Linked DNA regions of Mus musculus: regions 2, 3, 4 and 5 are each linked to region 1. The links are chromatin contacts, called in public HiChIP or PLAC-seq and promoter capture Hi-C maps. All regions are on one chromosome and are shown on one strand. Each heading gives the region's core, a stretch centred on a gene start, on an enhancer-like site or on the middle of the called end of the contact. The rest is flanking DNA. Distances are from core to core; before and after follow the strand shown. Region 1 holds the start of Hsd17b14 (hydroxysteroid (17-beta) dehydrogenase 14). Region 2 holds the start of Prr12 (proline rich 12). Region 3 holds the start of Kash5 (KASH domain containing 5). Region 4 holds the start of Fcgrt (Fc receptor, IgG, alpha chain transporter). Region 5 holds the start of Pih1d1 (PIH1 domain containing 1).

Evidence for each region. HiChIP or PLAC-seq counts read pairs in DNA pulled down with a chosen protein or histone mark. Capture Hi-C pulls out chosen DNA fragments and counts their contacts.
Region 2: a promoter capture Hi-C map of pancreatic islet shows a contact between it and region 1. The contact joins the promoter of Prr12 here to the promoter of Hsd17b14 in region 1. A contact is called at or near these places in 4 of 39 promoter capture datasets (cranial neural crest, liver and pre-B cells), 1 of 484 Hi-C or Micro-C datasets (cortical neurons), 2 of 115 datasets of contacts at active chromatin or transcription factors (astrocytes and pancreatic cancer cells) and 2 of 9 other capture datasets (liver and pancreatic islet).
Region 3: a contact with region 1 is called in a promoter capture Hi-C map of liver, with 2.0 times the contacts expected there. The contact joins the promoter of Kash5 here to the promoter of Hsd17b14 in region 1. A contact is called at or near these places in 5 of 39 promoter capture datasets (cranial neural crest, frontonasal cranial neural crest, hematopoietic stem and progenitor cells and 2 more), 2 of 484 Hi-C or Micro-C datasets (the G1E-ER4 cell line and embryonic stem cells), 2 of 115 datasets of contacts at active chromatin or transcription factors (effector CD8 T cells and pancreatic cancer cells) and 2 of 9 other capture datasets (adipose tissue and liver).
Region 4: an H3K27ac HiChIP or PLAC-seq map of microglia shows a contact between it and region 1, with 6 times the contacts expected there. The contact joins the promoter of Fcgrt here to the promoter of Hsd17b14 in region 1. A contact is called at or near these places in 5 of 39 promoter capture datasets (the C10 cell line, hematopoietic stem and progenitor cells, hippocampal neurons and 2 more), 1 of 115 datasets of contacts at active chromatin or transcription factors (microglia) and 1 of 9 other capture datasets (liver).
Region 5: a contact with region 1 is called in an H3K27ac HiChIP or PLAC-seq map of large pre-B cells, with 5 times the contacts expected there. The contact joins the promoter of Pih1d1 here to the promoter of Hsd17b14 in region 1. A contact is called at or near these places in 8 of 39 promoter capture datasets (the C10 cell line, the HPC-7 cell line, cranial neural crest and 5 more), 1 of 15 datasets of contacts at CTCF or cohesin (large pre-B cells), 4 of 484 Hi-C or Micro-C datasets (B cells, cortical neurons, muscle stem cells and 1 more), 2 of 115 datasets of contacts at active chromatin or transcription factors (large pre-B cells and pancreatic cancer cells) and 2 of 9 other capture datasets (adipose tissue and liver).

What each region holds. Positions count from the first base shown.
Region 1 is chr7:45,553,391-45,556,447 of GRCm38.p6, reverse strand. Hsd17b14 (hydroxysteroid (17-beta) dehydrogenase 14) reads right to left here and starts at 1,520. Exons shown (of 9, transcript NM_025330.3): 1 at 1,382-1,520; 2 at 355-393; 3 at 53-135. The coding sequence starts at 1,469. It overlaps Plekha4 (pleckstrin homology domain containing, family A (phosphoinositide binding specific) member 4), which reads right to left. Exons shown (of 20, transcript NM_001381849.1): 19 at 2,767-2,879; 20 at 2,219-2,683. The coding sequence ends at 2,421.
Region 2 is chr7:45,051,507-45,054,725 of GRCm38.p6, reverse strand. It overlaps Prr12 (proline rich 12), which reads left to right and starts at 1,392. Exons shown (of 14, transcript NM_175022.3): 1 at 1,392-1,930. The coding sequence starts at 1,845. It overlaps Prrg2 (proline-rich Gla (G-carboxyglutamic acid) polypeptide 2), which reads left to right. Exons shown (of 7, transcript NM_022999.1): 6 at 79-207; 7 at 529-1,122. The coding sequence ends at 547.
Region 3 is chr7:45,203,552-45,207,030 of GRCm38.p6, reverse strand. Kash5 (KASH domain containing 5) reads left to right here and starts at 2,139. Exons shown (of 20, transcript NM_201374.2): 1 at 2,139-2,439. The coding sequence starts at 2,328.
Region 4 is chr7:45,102,420-45,105,845 of GRCm38.p6, reverse strand. Fcgrt (Fc receptor, IgG, alpha chain transporter) reads left to right here and starts at 2,024. Exons shown (of 7, transcript NM_010189.3): 1 at 2,024-2,206; 2 at 2,573-2,843; 3 at 3,175-3,426. The coding sequence starts at 2,777.
Region 5 is chr7:45,152,312-45,155,727 of GRCm38.p6, reverse strand. Pih1d1 (PIH1 domain containing 1) reads right to left here and starts at 1,425. Exons shown (of 10, transcript NM_029406.4): 1 at 1,188-1,425. Aldh16a1 (aldehyde dehydrogenase 16 family, member A1) reads left to right here and starts at 1,192. Exons shown (of 17, transcript NM_145954.2): 1 at 1,192-1,336. The coding sequence starts at 1,247.

The DNA.
Region 1 (3,057 bases), core at 271-2,770:
GGGTAGCTGGAAAGAGGGACTGGAGACCAGGTGTGGGACAGAAAACACTCACCTGCAAATCTCTTTCCTGTGTCACGTCACCGGGGATAAAAACAGTGCCCGAGAGTTCCTGCTCCAGAGCCCGGCCCCCAGCCTCTGCAGGAGAAAGATTTTGGGTCTGAGGAAGGAGAGCTGAGGCTTGGACACCAGAGTCTGAGGGTAGAGGGCTAGGGAAGAGCCCTGGATGGGAGGGAAGAAAGCCAGGACTTGAATTCCTGGGTCCGAGGAAGCAGAGCTGGGTTCAAGGGAGGAGAGCTAGGCGCGGATCCCTTTCGATGGAGGAGGCAAGGGAGAATCGAACACTGAATCACTCACCATCCTTGTCACAGAAAACCACTTGAGCCCCACTGTCCACTGCCAAAAGAAGAGAACAAGGTTACAAGCCCTGCAGACTTTCCTCACCATCTCTGGTGCCCTCTGCTGGCCACCACCCAGAGCACCTGCCACTCCAGCGGCTCTTGTGACTGGCTTCAGTCCTCTTACAAGAGCAGAATCTTGCAACAAATAACCTTTTTCATTAAGCTGCTGTTGGCCCCCATCCTGGATTCTAGAAAAATCCCAAACCGATAGGCAATAATACTCTCAAAGCTATCATTTGCAGCTAGGAACCGATCCAGGGAAGATTTTTTTTTTTATTTTTATATTTTTGAGACAGAGTTGCTCTGTATGGTCCTGGCTGTTCTGAGCTCACTCTGTAGATCAGGCTGGCCTAAAATTCAAGAGATTCGCCTGCCTCTGCCTCCCAAGTGCTGGGATTAAAGGTATATGCCACCACTGCCAGGCCAGTGGAAGAACTTTTTTTTTTTTTTAAGATTTATTTATTTATTATATGTAAGTACACTGTAGCTGTCTTCAGACACTCCAGAAATGCCAGATCTCATTACAGATGGTTGTGAGCCATCATGTGGTTGCCGGGAATTGAACTCAGGACCTTCAGAAGAGCAGTCAGTGCTCTTAACCGCTGAGCCATCTCTCCAGCCCAAGGAAGAGTTTTTAATGACCAACCTATCAGCAAAGACCCAACAATCCAAATGGACTGAGGGACTGGAGAGATGGCTCAGCAGTTAAGAGCACTGGCTGCTATTCCAAAGGACCCAGGTTCATTTCCCAGTGCCCATATGGCAGCTCACAACTGTTTGTAACTCCAGTTCCAAGGGATCTAATACTCTCAGCCAGATTCAACAACAATGCAGAGGAAAATAAAAATAAACAAATCATTTAAGAACAAATAAATCATTACAGAAATGAACCTGAGTCTCCTCCTCCCACTCTGGGAACCTCTGTCAGTCATCCTTTCTCTCCTACAACAATTCAGACAGCAGGCGGGAAGACCCTTACTCACCGAAGGCTCTCACGATCGCAGCCCCGATGCCCCGGCTGCCTCCAGTCACCACCACCACCTTCCCAGAATATCGGGTTACTGCAGCCATCCCCAGCTGTATCCCACGCCCTCTGGACCTCTTCCCACCTCCACAGTCCAGAGAAGCAGTGGGGTGGAACCAGATATACAGGCTGGGTCACTGAAGGCTGACCTTGGGAGGGGGTGTTTCTAGGAAGGCACACCTGGGAGAACTGAGGACTCTCCTTCCTAGCCCTTCTTTTTCAGTCCCAGGGTACCCAAACTGACAGTCCTCCTTCAGACTCAGGGACCCTCACCCCAGCTCTGCCTCCTCAGACTGACTTCAGCCTTGCTCCCTTTGACTTGTTTTTTTTGTTTTGTTTTGGTTTGGTTTGGTTTGGTTTTTCGAGACAGGGTTTCTCTGTATAGCCCTGGCTGTCTTGGAACTCACTTTGTAGACCAGGCTGGCCTGGAACTCAGAAATCCGCCTGCCTTTGCCTCCCAAGGGCTGGGATTAAAGGCGTGCGCCACTACACCCGGCTTTTTTTCTTTTTTTTTTTTTTTTCCTTTGACTTGTAAGACCAGGGCTACTTCTTCTGGCTTGATTCAGGCTCCAGCCTCCTCCCTCAGACCCATATTGTTTGTTTGTTTGTTTGTTTTTCGAGACAGGGTTTCTCTGTATAGCCCTGGCTGTCCTGGAACTCACTCTGTAGATCAGGCTAGCCTCAAACTCAGAAATCCACCTGTCTCTGCCTCCCAAGTGCTGGGATAAAAGGCGTGTGCCACCACTGCAGATTGGGCCCTTACCCTTGTTTGTCAGAACACAATGTCACAACCACAGAGAGAATAAAAGCTATTTATTGACTAATAGTTCAAAGTTTTCATCCAATTTTGGACAGTGTTGGGAAAATCAATCTTTGACCATAGCGGCCCTGGCCCTCCTAGAATACATGCTGGAATGAACCTCTCCCCTGTGGTCCTGAATGGTCCCACACCTCAAAGTTGTGCTTCCAGCTTGTAGGGCTCAGTATAAAGATGGGAGTCAAAAGCTGGACTGCAGCAGAGTGACTCTGAAGGGCCATGCCCCCTCTTCCTGGGTCAGAGCTGGAGGGGCCTTCCCAGGGTCCCACCTGGCCTCCCATGGGGCCAGGCCTCTCCGGCTGCCTTGGCATGAGAACCCTGTGGTAGCAGAAGTAGCCTTGTGAGGAGCTGGGGACGAGGTGACCTGGGGCAGTTCTTCACTGGGAGGCTGTGGGCTTGGCTGGAGACAGTCTCCCCTGGTATCCAAATTTCTGCCTGGAGAGGCTAAAGGGATAAGGAGCAGTGTTAACTTAATCACGTGACATCCACACTTCCAGGCTTCCTCCCTCAGAGCCTGGGCGCCTCACCTGCCATCAGCCTGTGCCACTGGGAAGCCTCTGTAGCTAGAGCCTGGGAGAGGCTGAGCACTCGCTCCCGGTGGCCTCCAGGTACTGGTGAGCAGGTTGCAGAGTGCCTGGGACTACAGAAAATAAGCCACGGGTGTCACACAGGCCACTGGGGCTCGCTGGGAGTTCTTCCTAGCGGGTATCTATCTAGAGGACTTTAAGCTCAGGCTCTCTGCATTTATTACCAGTAGACCAGCAGTGAGGTCACCATTACAGTAGGAACCGCTGGGTCTGATACAGGCCACAGGAGCT
Region 2 (3,219 bases), core at 143-2,642, 500 kb after region 1:
CAAGTGTTTTAACCGCTGACCCCCTTGTCTCCAACTATAATGTAGGTTTTATACTAACCACACTTTTTCTGTTTCCAGGACCGGGCTCATCATCCCCTTGAGTCCTCAGACGCCTCAATCTCCACCCTTGCCCCCAGGCCTTCCCACCTATGAGCAGGCTTTAGCAGCCTCCGGGGTGCACGACGCACCTCCGCCCCCTTACTCCAGGTATGAGGCGGGGCTTCTGCCTGGGTGGTGCCAGAGGGAGGGGGGGGGAGAGGCAACGCGTGGGAGGGGCGTGTCCCCAAGGGCAGGGCTTGGTGCTTAGGAAAACCTACATAGGGCGGAGCTTGCAGGGGAGGGCGGACCCTACGCAATTGTCTATAGGGGCGTGGATCAGCCTTGCAAGAGTGCAGCTTTTGAGGAAGGTGGGGCTTGTGCCTACAGGATTGAGGATTGGCTGAGGCACCAAGGGCGGGTCGGTGTAGGCTCGGTGGAGGGGGCGGCTGGGATGTTTGACTCTGCACTCCCAACCCCCATCCCCGATAGCCTCAGAAGGCCTCACTGAAGACCTGCTTGCAGCGCGGGCTCCCTGAACTGTGCCCCTGATTCATAGCGGATTCCGGAAGTCGCCAGCTTCTTCGACGACTGGGCTTCAGTGTGTCCGTGGGGGAGTCAGGGTCGTCGGACCCGAGGTCTACCATGACACACGTGTTTCCGCCGGGCACGCATACACGCACGTCCCTGACCATCCTGTTGCCGAGTTGGTGCCCCCGGCCCTCCAGTGACCCCCCCCCACACTTCGTCTGAGCAGTGGCCCTGCCTCAGAATGGGCAGACCTTTTAGGAAACTCGGATCAGACGTGACTCGGCTGTCACTCCACTGGTGCCGCGGGGCACGTACGCGCAGGGAACCAGGCCCTTGCACACGCCTGACTTCGTGTATTTCCCCAGTCGGGCACATGGGCGGTTTGTAATCCAGTATAAAGGTGGGGGGCGCATTTGCAATGTGCTGTAAGCGGGGTGTCACGCTTGTGTTGCACCCGGGTAAATGGAGTTGATCTGAGCTGCCCTCTGCTTAAAAACCCTTTGGGAAAGGAAGGGGGGATGGAAGAAATAAAAAATTGAAACAATGAGAAAAAAATAAAAATGCAAAAGAACTGAGCCCCCTTTCTGGGCGCATTTGCGCGCGGTGGAACTGAATCTCTGTGTACAGGCGCTGTGCCCTACACCCCCAGGCTCCGCTGGTGCGCTCGCGCTCACTCGCTTACCCCCCCCCCCCGCCTCCCAGGCTCCGCTAGTGCTCGCTCGCGCTCTCTCTCTCTCTTTTTTTTTTTTTTTTACATTTGCACGGGATTGTGGGAGGAAGCGGAGCGCAGCCAGACACCCCGCCGCCCGCCCCCCTTCCCCTCCCCCCTCCCCCTGCCGCCTTGTGCAAAGATGGCTGCACCGTGAGCGCAGAGGAGGAGGAGGTGGCGGCGGCGGAGGCGAAAGAGCGAGCACCCAGCGCCCGCACCCACTCCGGGGCCGTCCGGGACGCCCCCTCCGGAGCGCGCGTCCCCTTCTCTCTTGCAAGCGCCGGGGCAAAGGCGGAGACAGCGGGGTCCCTCCTCCCCCCTTTCCCTCCTCCAGGGGGAACCCCCCCTCCTTGGCTCAGCGGCTGCACCCCTCCTTTGCCCGCCCCTCCGTCCCTGCCCCCTCCCTCCCCCGCCCGGGGCCTTCCCGGGCCTTCGGTGGCCGCAAAGAAAAAAAAAGAGAAAGGGAGGAAAAAAAGCAGCGGAGGGAGCGGCGGCGGAGGAGAGCGCGCGCGCTCCCCCTCCTTTCCCCCTCCCTCCCCCTCCCCCCAATTTCCACCGCGGCCAATTCATGGACAGGAACTACCCCAGCGCCGGCTTCGGGGACCCGCTCGGCGCCGGGGCGGGATGGAGTTACGAGAGGTCAGCGAAAGCTAGGTAAGGAGCTGAGGGGGACCTAGAGAAATGGGCCAAGAGGTGGGGGGATTCCTGCCTGGCCTGGGCCTGGGGCCCGCTCGGCAACGCGTGCATCGCCAACTCCCCCTCCGATTTTTGCAAGGGAGCGGCCTTCTTTGGGTTTGTAACAACGCCGCCGCCCCAGTTTGCAAATTGCAAACTCCGCCAAAGCCAGCTCCTGCTTGCAAAAGAGAGAAACGAAGCAGGCAAGGCGCAAAAACAAATTCGAACCGGGAAGGCCTTGGGAAGATGGGAAGGGTTGGCGAAGCAAGGCCTGGACTTGCCCCCCATCTTTGGATTCCCGGCGTGCTGACCCCTCCCCCCGGGCGCCCCTGGCTCTGCAACTGCAAAGGTGGGAGGAAAAGAGAATCAGCTCGCAGACCTGGGGGGCTGCACCCCCTCCCAGGTCCTATTGTTCCGGGGCTGCAGGAGGCCGGGCCACTCGGTCCCTCCCCCCTCCAAGAAATTCCCCGCGCAGAGTGGGCAAGGGGCCCCGCCCCCTTCTTAAACTAGAATTCTGTGTGTTTGGGGGGGTCCTGAGATTAGGGACACGCCCCCTTCTGCTCCCCACCTTGCTCAAAGCTGTGAATCCTGGTTGATGGCGCGCTGTTTGCCCTCTGGTGCAAGGCCACGGATTTGGGCCCTTTCTGGAACAGAGTCGTGTCTCTTCCCCGTTTGTGTTTGTGTGTGTGAGCGTGGGCCCTGTGCACGCGTGGCTAGCCGCGTGTTCACCCGTGAACCTGCCTCTTGTAGTTTAATCTGTGTCCTCACTCTTCACCTGCCCTTCACCCTCCTCCCCCTCCACACTTAGCTTTCCCCAGCGTGTATAAATTTTTAGAGTGGGACTTCACACTCGGGACCTTTTCTTTTGCACGGGTGAATTGAACTCCTGTTTGTACACGCATCTGGCTTCACTTAGGCCGGTGCATTTGAACCTCAGCCCCTAGGGATGCAACGAATTCGTGTCAGGACTTGTACCTGGGACTTTCCCTGTGTCCTGTCCCCTCCCCACCTTCTCCCCTTGCCATTTGGGACACAAGCTACCTCCTGCTCCTGGCCTGGCTGGATTCCTTTCCTAATTCAGGGTCCGTGTCGTTTCAGCGGGTCTTGGGTTGTCCGTGCGTCCTTGCAGTGTTGGACCTTTCGTTCTGTTGTGGCATGGGAGGACTTCAAGGGAGGACCACACCTTTCACGTTGACTATTTGCTTCCCCTGACTTTCTCCGTCCCCAGTGTGTCCTCGCATGCCCGTGTTTGCAAACGTGGGACTCTT
Region 3 (3,479 bases), core at 890-3,389, 350 kb after region 1:
TTTTTAAAAAGTTATTATTTTAAATTTATATGTATAAAAATTTTGTTGGCATGTGTGTCTGTGCACCATATTTGTGCCTGGAGACCAGAAAAGGGAATCAGATCTGCTGGGGGTGGAGTTATAGACCCTGTGAGCTGCCACATGCGTGGGGCATAAAACCATGCCAGGAAATTCAGTTAGGCATAGCAAGTTCAGACCCAGAGACTCTGTGCACACCTGAGGCTTAGGCGACTCCCTGCTCCCCCACCCCACCCACAGACTCCTGACTTGGAACACATGCCATGCTTCGCACATAAATGTGTCAAGCTGGGCATGGTGGCGCATGCCATTAATCCCAGCACTCGGGAGGCAAAGGCAGGCGGATTTCTGAGTTTGAGGTATGATTTTACACATCCATTTTCCGCCATGACAATAAACTGTTTAGAATCATAGACTGTCTCTTTTCATCAAGATCTGCTGTGGGAGCCATGAAGAAGGCCTTCACCTTCAGAGCCACAACCCACTCCCCCATAGAAGGCTTCTCTGCGCTCCCAGTCACAACCTCCTTCCCTTACCAAGATAAGGACAATAATCCCTGTGAGACTAGCTGGAGTTCCCCTTCTCCCCCAACCCCTGCCCCAGGCTCCAGGCTAGATGCTGTCCCCAGACCTCAGGCCCCTGCTCTTCCAGGACTCCCAGCCGTGCCAGGATTTCCAAGAGTCTGAGAACCCCACAACCCTGGCCTTGTCACAGGCCTGGGACCCCAGAAGGAGCTCTGGCTTTCCCACCCTGGGAGCAATGTCACTTCCTTACAGCCCAGCATCCACCCCAGAGGCAGTATGGGATAAGCCCAGTCAAACTCCCTGCTTCTGTGTCCTGAGTGGCCTGCAATGTGGATGCTGGGAATCCATCTCAGGTGTTCTGGAAAAACATCCATTGCTCTTAAACAGTGGTCTATGTTTCCAGCCCCAGGAATGGATGTTGATAATAGGGACAAAGCTAACAGGGTCCAGAATGCACCACAAGTTGTCCTGAAAACACCCGGCAGACCTTTCATCTAGACCAGGCGTCCTAGTTTGCTTTCTACTGCTGCGGTGCGTGAGCACCACGATCAAAAACAACTTGGGGTGAGCACCATGATCAAAAACAACTTGGGGAGTCTATTTCATCTTGTGATAGATCACAGTCCATCACAGAGAAGAGGCAGGGTAGGGGCTCGAAGGAGGAACTGAAGCTTGCTCAGGGTTTTGTTTTGTTTTTTTTCATACAACCCAGAAGCACCTTCCCAGGGGTGGTCTTGCCCACAGTGGGCTGCCATCCACATCACTCATTAACCAAGAAAATATCCCCACAGGCTTGCCTACTGACAGGGTAACTTTTCAGTTGAGGTTTTCAGATGACTCTGGCTTTTGTCAAGGCAACAAAAAACTAAACAGCACACACAGGGTCTGATGGTCAGTAAGGTGAGAAAGACCTTGCACTTTTTGCCTCTACCTCCCGAGTACTGGTACACTACCCTGCCCAATTCACTAGGCCCTAGGGATTGAATGAGGGCACCCTCAGTCAAACACCGTACCCCTGAGCTACATGCCCAGTCCTTATCATTACATGCATGTGTTTTTAAACAGCAAGGGGTAGGAAAGTGAACATGATAGGGTCTGCATGTGGAATTCAGGGGCCCTCCTTGCACCATGTGGGTCCTGGGGATTCTTCTCAGATCGATCACCGGGATGGGTGGCAAGTGTCTTTACTCTTTTTTGGTTTGGTTTTTTTTTTTTTTTTTTTTTGGCTTTTTCGAGACAGGGTTTCTCTGTGTAGCCCTGGCTGACCTGGCACTCACTTTGTAGACCAGGCTGGCCTCGAACTCAGAAATCTGCCTGCCTCTGCCTCCCAAGTGCTGGGATTAAAGGCGTGCACCACCACGCCCGGCTGTTGGACCCTTAATAATAAAAAAGTTCGAATAGTCCACAGGCATGGACTGAGGCAGGGTGATTGCTTCAAGTCCGAAGCCATCCTGGGCTACATAGCTAAGCAGTAAGTAGAAACTATAATAGTTTGGGAAAACAGCTTGGGTACCTATTAATGCGGGGGGCGGGGGGGGGGGAGGGAATGGAGCGGAAGTGAGGCTGGACCAGACTGCGCATCATTGTGACAGTGGCGGGCGAGCCAGACCCAAAAGAAAGAACTTGGTTCAAAGACTGACAAGAAGAAAAGGATGAACAGGGAGTCCTTCGGTTGAACTCTCTCCTGCTTGGCCCTATTTTGTCAAGCAGAAGGAAAGGATTTTTGTACCGCAGAAGAAAGCTGCCGATAATATCGCGCCATCACCGCTAGCCCCACTAGTGCGCATGCACTCGATCCTCAGGTCCAGCCTATCCTCCCGAGAAGCTCTACGCATGCGCCAGCTCAAGGGTCTTCGTAAGGAGAGACCCGGGCGCCATCCACTCGGAGTGCGCTTGCGTGAGTACAAGAGCCTGAGAGGGCGGGACTTGCAGGAGGCCGGCTCATTTGCATTTCTGGCGGGAAAAGGCGCGTGTGAACACGCCTCTTCCGTGACATTCGCAACCGCCGTTCGTCGCTGGTGTCCCTCAACTGAGTCCCGACTCCAGGTACGCCCTGCCTGTGGCGACTTTCATGGCAGGTTCCCCGGTAACATCACCTGCCAGCTCCTTCAAAAACGCCCCAAGTTTTGAGACAAGGTTTCTCTGTGTAGCCCTGGCTGACCTGGAACTCACTCTGTAGACCAGGCTGGCCTCGAACTCCGAAATCCTCCTGCCTCTGCCTCCCGAGCGCTGGGATTAAAGGCGTGCGCCACCGTGACCGGCTTCCTCAGGAAAATTCTAGTGGCAACTTCGGCAATCCTGTCAGACTCTTGAAACTTCCGGTTGCTTTTTGTTGCTTGTTTTCTATTTTTGTTTGAGACAGACCCTCCAAGTGCTGCCCAGGCTGGCCACGACCTCATGATCCTCATTCCCCAGTTTTAGGATTACAGCTCTCCCAGATGTGCCCAACTGCAATCTTCTAGAACTTTTGAAACCTAACACTTAATCTATTTTGTTTTTGTGGGTAGGGTAGGTGTTTTTGTTTTGAGACAGGGTTTCTTTGTGTAGCATTGACTGTCCTGGAACTCTCTCTGTAGACCAGGCTGGCCTGTGTGCTTCTGGTTCCCACGTGCTGGGATTAAAGGTGTGCACCACCACTGCCTGGCTTTTGTTTGGGTGTTTTTGGTTTTTGTTGTTGTTGGGGTTTTTTGTTTGTTTGTTTGTTTTTGAGTATTTTGCCGGCATGTTTGTATGTGTGTCAGGTATGTGCCTGTGGAGACCAGGTGGTTTTGTATCCCTCTGAACTAAAATTGCAGATGAGGAGGAGTTCACATGTGTGTAGTGGGATTCCAACCCATATCTATCTGGAAGAGTAAACTGTTAGTCCTCTTAACGACTAAGCTACCCTCCAGGGACTCTCTAGGGCTTCAGTAAATTGCCCAGACTCTACTCAAAACC
Region 4 (3,426 bases), core at 775-3,274, 450 kb after region 1:
AGACAAGTAGATTTACTTCATTAAATGAACCAAAGCCCCCAGACCTCATATGGTTTTTGCTGTTGTGGAAACCTGACTCCCGCTCACTGTGTAGATCAGGCTAGTCTTGAGCACACAGGGATCTGCCTACCTCTGTGTCCTGAGTGCTAAGGTTAAAGGCGTGAGCGGCCACTCCTGTTCTTTTTCAGTTTTACTTCCTGGATTTGCTTGGTTCTCTGTGTCCCTGCGTGTTGAGTACAGTGCCCTCTGAAGCCGGTAGCTCCCCCGTAGCTGGAGTTACAGATGGTTGTGAGCATCGTGTGGATGCTGGCAGCCAAACTCAGGTCTTCTACAAGAGCAGCCAGTGTTTTTTTTTGTTGTTGTTGTTGTTTGGTTTTTCAAGACAGAGTTTCTCTACGTGACCCTGGCTGTCCTGGAACTCTCTCTATAGACCAGGCTGGCCTCGAACTCAGAGATTCACCTGCCTCTGCCTCCTGAGTGCTGGGACTAAAGGTGTGAGCCACCACCAGCACAGACAGTGTCTCTTAATCACCTAGCCATCTCTCTAGCCACAGACGCAGCTTTTTACAGGGGAGGCTAGCATCAGAAGATCAGGACTCAGGTCCTCATTCTTGGCAGGCAAACACTTACTGACTGAGCCCTCTCCCCAGTCCGTAGGAGGCCTGCAAGCCCAGCACTTAAGAGCTGGAGGCTGGGCTTCAGGAGTTCATGGTCGACCTGGGCTGCATGAGTTCCTGTCCTGACACATCTACCCTACCCCTCTGCTGCCTCCACGCTACCACCACCACCACCATTATTACACACGCACACACTTGTACACACACTTGATATAGACCAGAGGGAGAGGGAGGTCAAGGCAGGTAGGAGTGGTTGACTTTCTATTCTCTCTTAAAAAGGTTTTTTTTTTAATTTATTTATTGGTTATATGTAAGTACACTGTAGCTGTCTTCAGACACTCCAGAAGAGGGAATCAGATCTCGTTACGGATGGTTGTGAGCCACCATGTGGTTGCTGGGATTTGAACTCCAGACCTTCAGAAGAGCAGTCGGGTGCTCTTACCCACTGAGCCATCTCACCAGCCCTTAAAAAGGTTTTTTAGATTTATTTATTTTATTCATGCCTGTGTGTATACACGTGCCCCACATCCCTGCCTGGTGTTCAATGAGAAATTGTCAGACCCCCTAGAACTGGAGTTATGGGCAGCTGTGAGCCACCATGTGGGTGCCGGGAACCAAACTCGGATCCTCTGCAAGAGCAGCAGGTGCTCTTAACTGCTGAGCTGTCTCGTCAGCTCCAGACTTTCCAGACTCTTGCTTCTGTCTTTCAAGTGTGTGGGTTCCAGGCCTGCCCCATCACACCGGTTTTGCCCATCTACTTCAGCCTGTTGGTCCATCTGCTGACCACCAGTCGACCACTCACGGCTCTGTCAGTCTCCCTCTCTCGGCTGTTTATATTCCCTGCCGCCCAGGCCGGCCATGAACCCCTGGCCTCCCGGCCTCCATCCTTAGTGCTGGAATTACAGGCATGTGCTGCCGCCCACCCCCTTTCTTCTTTGCTGTCTATCTACCCTGTCAACCTACCTGTCTGTCAGTGTCTCTCTGTGTGTCTGTGTGTTTTTTCTGGCAAGATCTTGGGGTGGGCAGCAGGGTGGGAGACAGGGGCCAAAGGCAAAGGCTCTCATCACAGAGTGTGTAGGCAGGGTTGGGGCCACCTCAAGTGCTGGCACATGGAAGAAATCAGAGCAGGCTTACAGCTGGGAGTGGGCTGCTGCCAAACCTTGTGTGTTAGGCAACCATGCCATGACCAAGCCACACCCACAGCCCACAAATCCTGGGGTGTCTTAAAGTCACATTCAGCGTGCAGGCCTTTCCAGGGCTGCGAGTCTACTCCAAAAATGCTCCAAACGAGTAAACATAGAAGCTGTTTTGGGAGGCAGGCCTAATGACGTTTGCCCCGGGAGGCTTCCAACCAGATACAGCAGGAACTTCAAGAGAGGCTGGACAGAGGCCCAAGGGGTGTGCTTAGGAGCTAGTGGGTGGAGTTGGATGCCCTCAGAGTTCTCCAGTCCTAACTGTGTACAGACAGGATGTAAGAGAAGAACTGGAGGCTCTAAGCAGAGGATCCATCGGCTGCAGGCAGAGGGAAGAGGGCCTCTGTGAGGAACAGGCTGAGCGTCAGAGGAGGAGGCCCAGGCCTGGTTCTCTAGGTATGAGGGACCAGCACCCCAAGAGGAAAGAGGGTTGGGGCCTGGAGCTCCAGGTCTGAGGGAGGAGTGTTATGACCTGAGGGGGAGAGAGGAGGCTGGGGTCTGAGGAAGGAGAGCAGGACCCCGGGCACCTGAGTCTGAGGGATGAAGCCGGAGCCTAGGGTTTTGGGTTTGAGGAAAGATCTTGGAACTGGACTCCTGGATCTGAGGGAGGTGGAACTGGACTCCTGGCTTGGGTTTGAGGGCTCCTGAGGCTGAAATCTGAGCCCCTGGGAATGAGGGAGGAGGAGAAGGCCTGGATCCTCTGGTCTGAGGGAGGAGAAAAAGGAAATAACAGAAGTCTGAGACAAATTTTGGTCTGTCTAGCTCTGTAATTAATTAACTAAAGTGGATCAAATGAGAAGGTGAAAGTTCACAGAGGAACACTCCTGTCTGTCGTCTTGGACTGGGTCTCCATCCCACCATCCAGCGTCCTGGTCTACGAAGAGTCCACAGGGACCTTGTGAAGAATCAACAAGGCGGGGTCCAGAGGAGTCACGTGTCCCTTCCACTCCGGGTCACCCTGTCGGAATGGGGATGCCACTGCCCTGGGCCCTCAGCCTCTTGTTGGTCCTCCTGCCTCAGACCTGGGGCTCAGGTAAGAGGCCACCAGGACCTGGAGTGTGTCAGGAAGGGGACAGGAAGAAGAGCCAAAGAGTGGAAGAGGGACAATAAGTCCACTTTTTCCATGATGTCCTAGCCTTCATGGAAATCTCACTGTGGGTAACTTCTCTGTGCATCTGAGTCAAATACACTTGACAATCTCAGGCTCGTCTCTGTGTCCGTCTGTCCGTCTTGCTTCCTTTCTGGGTGTCTGTCCCCTTCTCTCTGGAGGATCATGGCACTTCAGATCGGGTCCAGTTTTCATTCTGCACCTCTGTGGGGCACGGTGCAGTCCGTGACCCGAGACTCTCCTGTTTGCTCTGCAGAGACCCGCCCCCCACTGATGTATCATCTCACGGCTGTGTCAAACCCATCTACGGGGCTTCCCTCTTTCTGGGCTACAGGCTGGTTGGGTCCTCAGCAGTATCTGACCTACAACAGCCTGCGGCAGGAAGCTGACCCCTGTGGGGCCTGGATGTGGGAAAATCAGGTGTCTTGGTATTGGGAGAAGGAGACCACAGACCTCAAAAGCAAAGAACAGCTCTTCTTGGAGGCCCTCAAGACCCTGGAGAAGATAT
Region 5 (3,416 bases), core at 176-2,675, 400 kb after region 1:
CACTTCCTGAATCAATAAAACCTACATATCTGCCCTTCCCAAACCTCAGAGGTTACAGTACAGAAAGGATTGCCACTCTGAGAACTTTAGTATCTCCTGCTCTTGTCTATCATGAGTTAGGCTCTGGGTCTGATCCCACTCAACACACACCCAGTCTCAATGCTATTAATCGCCCTTTTTTGAACATAATTAATGTTTTTGCTTATAAAGAAGTTATAGAGGCAGAGGAGGCTGGAGAGATAGTTAAACGGCAGAGTGCTGACTGCTCTTCCAGAAGAGGAGAGTTCGATTCCCAACACCCAGATTGCGACTAACAAAGCCCTGTAACTCCAGTTCTAGGGGGATCTGTCGCCTCCTCTTCTGGCCTCCTGGGGAACTGCATGTACATGATGCACAGACAAGCAGGCAAAATACTCATGCACATAACAATAATCTTTGTTTGCTTCTTTTAAAGAAAGAAAAGCATTTGGGGTGGAGAGAAGGCTCAGCAATTAAGAACACATGTTATTTTTGGAGATGTCTGGGGTTAAGCTCCAAACAGCCACAACTGTCATGAGGCTCTCTCCAGCCCAGCGGCTGCATCGCCCTCTTCTGGGCTCCACAGGCACTGCAGACACATAGTGCAAAGACATACCTCAGGGCTGGGCGTGGTGGCGCACGCCTTTAATCCCAGCACTCCGGAAGCAGAGGCAGGCGGATTTCTGAGTTCGAGGCCAGCCTGGTCTACAAAGTGAGTTCCAGGAGAGCCAGGGCTACACAGAGTACATACAAAGAAAGATAAATATTTTTTTAGCCAAGTGTGCTGGCACACGCCTCTAATACCAGCACTCGGGAGGCGGAGATAGGTGGGTCTGTGAGTTGAAGCCAGCCGGGTCTACATAGTTAGATCCAGGGCCTCCAGAGCTCACAGTGAGACTCTGTCTGAAAAACAAAATAAAACAAAACAACGAAAATCTATTTTTTCTAAAGAGTCAAAGTGACAATAGCCGAAGGCCTTCTGCCAGTGCGGGACCCCACCCACCCACCCAACCATGTCTGTTCTCCCCGAAACTACATTTCCCAGCATCCGCCCATAGGCCGCATCGCGCGGCTCTAAAGTAGGCGGGTCACGTCCTATATAGCTCGCTTCCGGGCCCTACGGTTGGCCCCGCCCCTTTGATTGGAGTGGGCGGTGCCGCCCTTCGGACCTCCAAGTTCCTCTAGGTAGACCGTCCAGCAATCCCTCGCGGAAGGCTCCGGGAGAGCGATGGCGGCTACGCGTGTACAGCCCAGTACCCGGGAGATTTTCACGACGCTGGAGTACGGACCGGTGCCGGAGAGCCACGCATGCGCACTGGTGAGGGCTTGCCCCGCGGCCGCTGCTGCCTCCGAGTCCTCTCGGCCGCTTGGGGCGCGCGGGCTCCCGTCATCCACTGCGGCCTTCTCGGAAGCCCCGCCCCTCTGAGCGCGTGATTTCCCCTACAGTGCGGAAGCCTGGGCTGGGCGGCTGGCGGTGGGCGGCGATGGTTGTCCTCGCGGTTTTCGTTTACGGTCCCGAACGCCGCCGTAGTGTTTCCCCAGGACCCTTCAGGAACGGGTGGTCACTAAATCCCCATACCTCTCGCGGTCCTCCTGAGTCTTCACCTTGCTAGATCGTGGTTCCTTGTGGCCCCCGGCACTTTGGAGGCTCGCGGGAACGTTTAGAACCTCAAGTTCGTTTAGAACCCCAAGTTCGTCCAAAACTTGCTATGACTGCTCCCCTTGTTTCAATATCCTTACGGTGCTCTGTGATCTCCTGCCCCTTCGAACGTCATCTGAGTTCTCTTGACCCTCCTAGCCCATCCTATTCTCATTCTCCCTCTCCCCCTCCCAAGTTTAGTGGATTTCTTTGGGAGATTTTCCTGTTTTCGTACTTCATTTATATTATTCCTTTAGAGCCTCCTGGCCCAAGGCTCCAGAACCCTCTTGCAGCCTCATCGGAATGTGGTAGGGTTCCTGGGATTTTCTTTAAAACCAAGGACCAATCAGAATGCCCAGGGTCCCAGAAATTCTTCCAGCATCCAAGCAGGTATTAGGAGGTTGTAGAGTCTTTAGACTCTTAAGAGGAGTCACCACACTACAAAAGGACTCCAGCTTTGGAGGGACAGCATAAAACACTCTATAAAGTTTAGAGTGTTGATCCCAAAGATACAAGGAGAAAGATCACTGACCCGAAATCATCACGGCCAAAGTAATTTAAGCAAGTAATTAATTAAGCTAGCTTTTTTTTGAGGACACAAGCTGCCTCCCCAATAAGCTTTGGTTCTAGAAGTCAGTCCTGGATGTGAGAAAGACAAGGTTTTTATATATAGTTTGTGGATAGGGGGATTTGGCCACCAAAATAGTTGAGGTTACAGGAGCAGAACATACACATTATAATAACCTTCTGTAGTAAAGACATTATTGCAAGGTGTTCCTAAAATGGTAGCCATAACAACCTTTTGAAACAAAGGTAGGGTTGCAAAACAATTATAATATCTTTTTAAGGGCTGGTGAGATGGCTCAGTAGGTAAGAGCACCCGACTGCTCTTCCAAAGGTCCAGAGTTCAAATCCCAGCAACCACATGGTGGCTCACAACCATCCTATAACGAGATATGATGCCCTCTTCTGGAGTGTCTGAAGACAGCTACAGTGTACTTACATATAATAAATAATAAATAAATCTTTTAAAAATATATATCTTTTTAAAACCAAGACATGGTTGAAGTTTTCTGGAACAGGCAGTGCAGAACCATTTGTACTTAAGGTTACAGGTGGGACATAACCCAATCTTGAGAAACAGGTTTAATCAGAAACAGGAAAGAAGCTAGTTTGTCTTTAAGAGGCTTTCAAGCCTAAGATGGAGGCAGACTGGTTCATCAAGAGATGTCACCAAGATGCTGGTTAAGAGTCGGATCCCGGGCTGGTGAGATGGCTCAGTGGGTAAGAGCACCCGACTGCTCTTCCGAAGGTCCGGAGTTCAAATCCCAGCAACCACATGGTGGCTCACAACCATCCGTAACAAAATCTGACTCCCTCTTCTGGAGTGTCTGAAGACAGCGACAGTGTACCTATATATAATAAATAAATAAAATCTTTAAAAAAAAAAAAAAAGAGTCGGATCCCGCTGGCAGTGGTGACGCACATCTTTAATCCCAGCACTTGGGAGGAGGCAGAGGCAGGTGGATTTCTGAGTTCGAGGCCAGCCTGGTCTACAGAGTGAGTTCCAGGACAGCCAGGGCTACACAGAGAAACCCTGTCTCAAAAAAACAAAAAAATCAAACAAACAAAAAAAGGATAGGATAGATTCTGGACTCTGCTGACAGGGATGCTACGAATCCATCATAATGAGATGGAGCCTAGTGTTGCCTGGACAGACAATTGCAGTGGAGACTCCAACCAGGGAGATGCCAGTTAA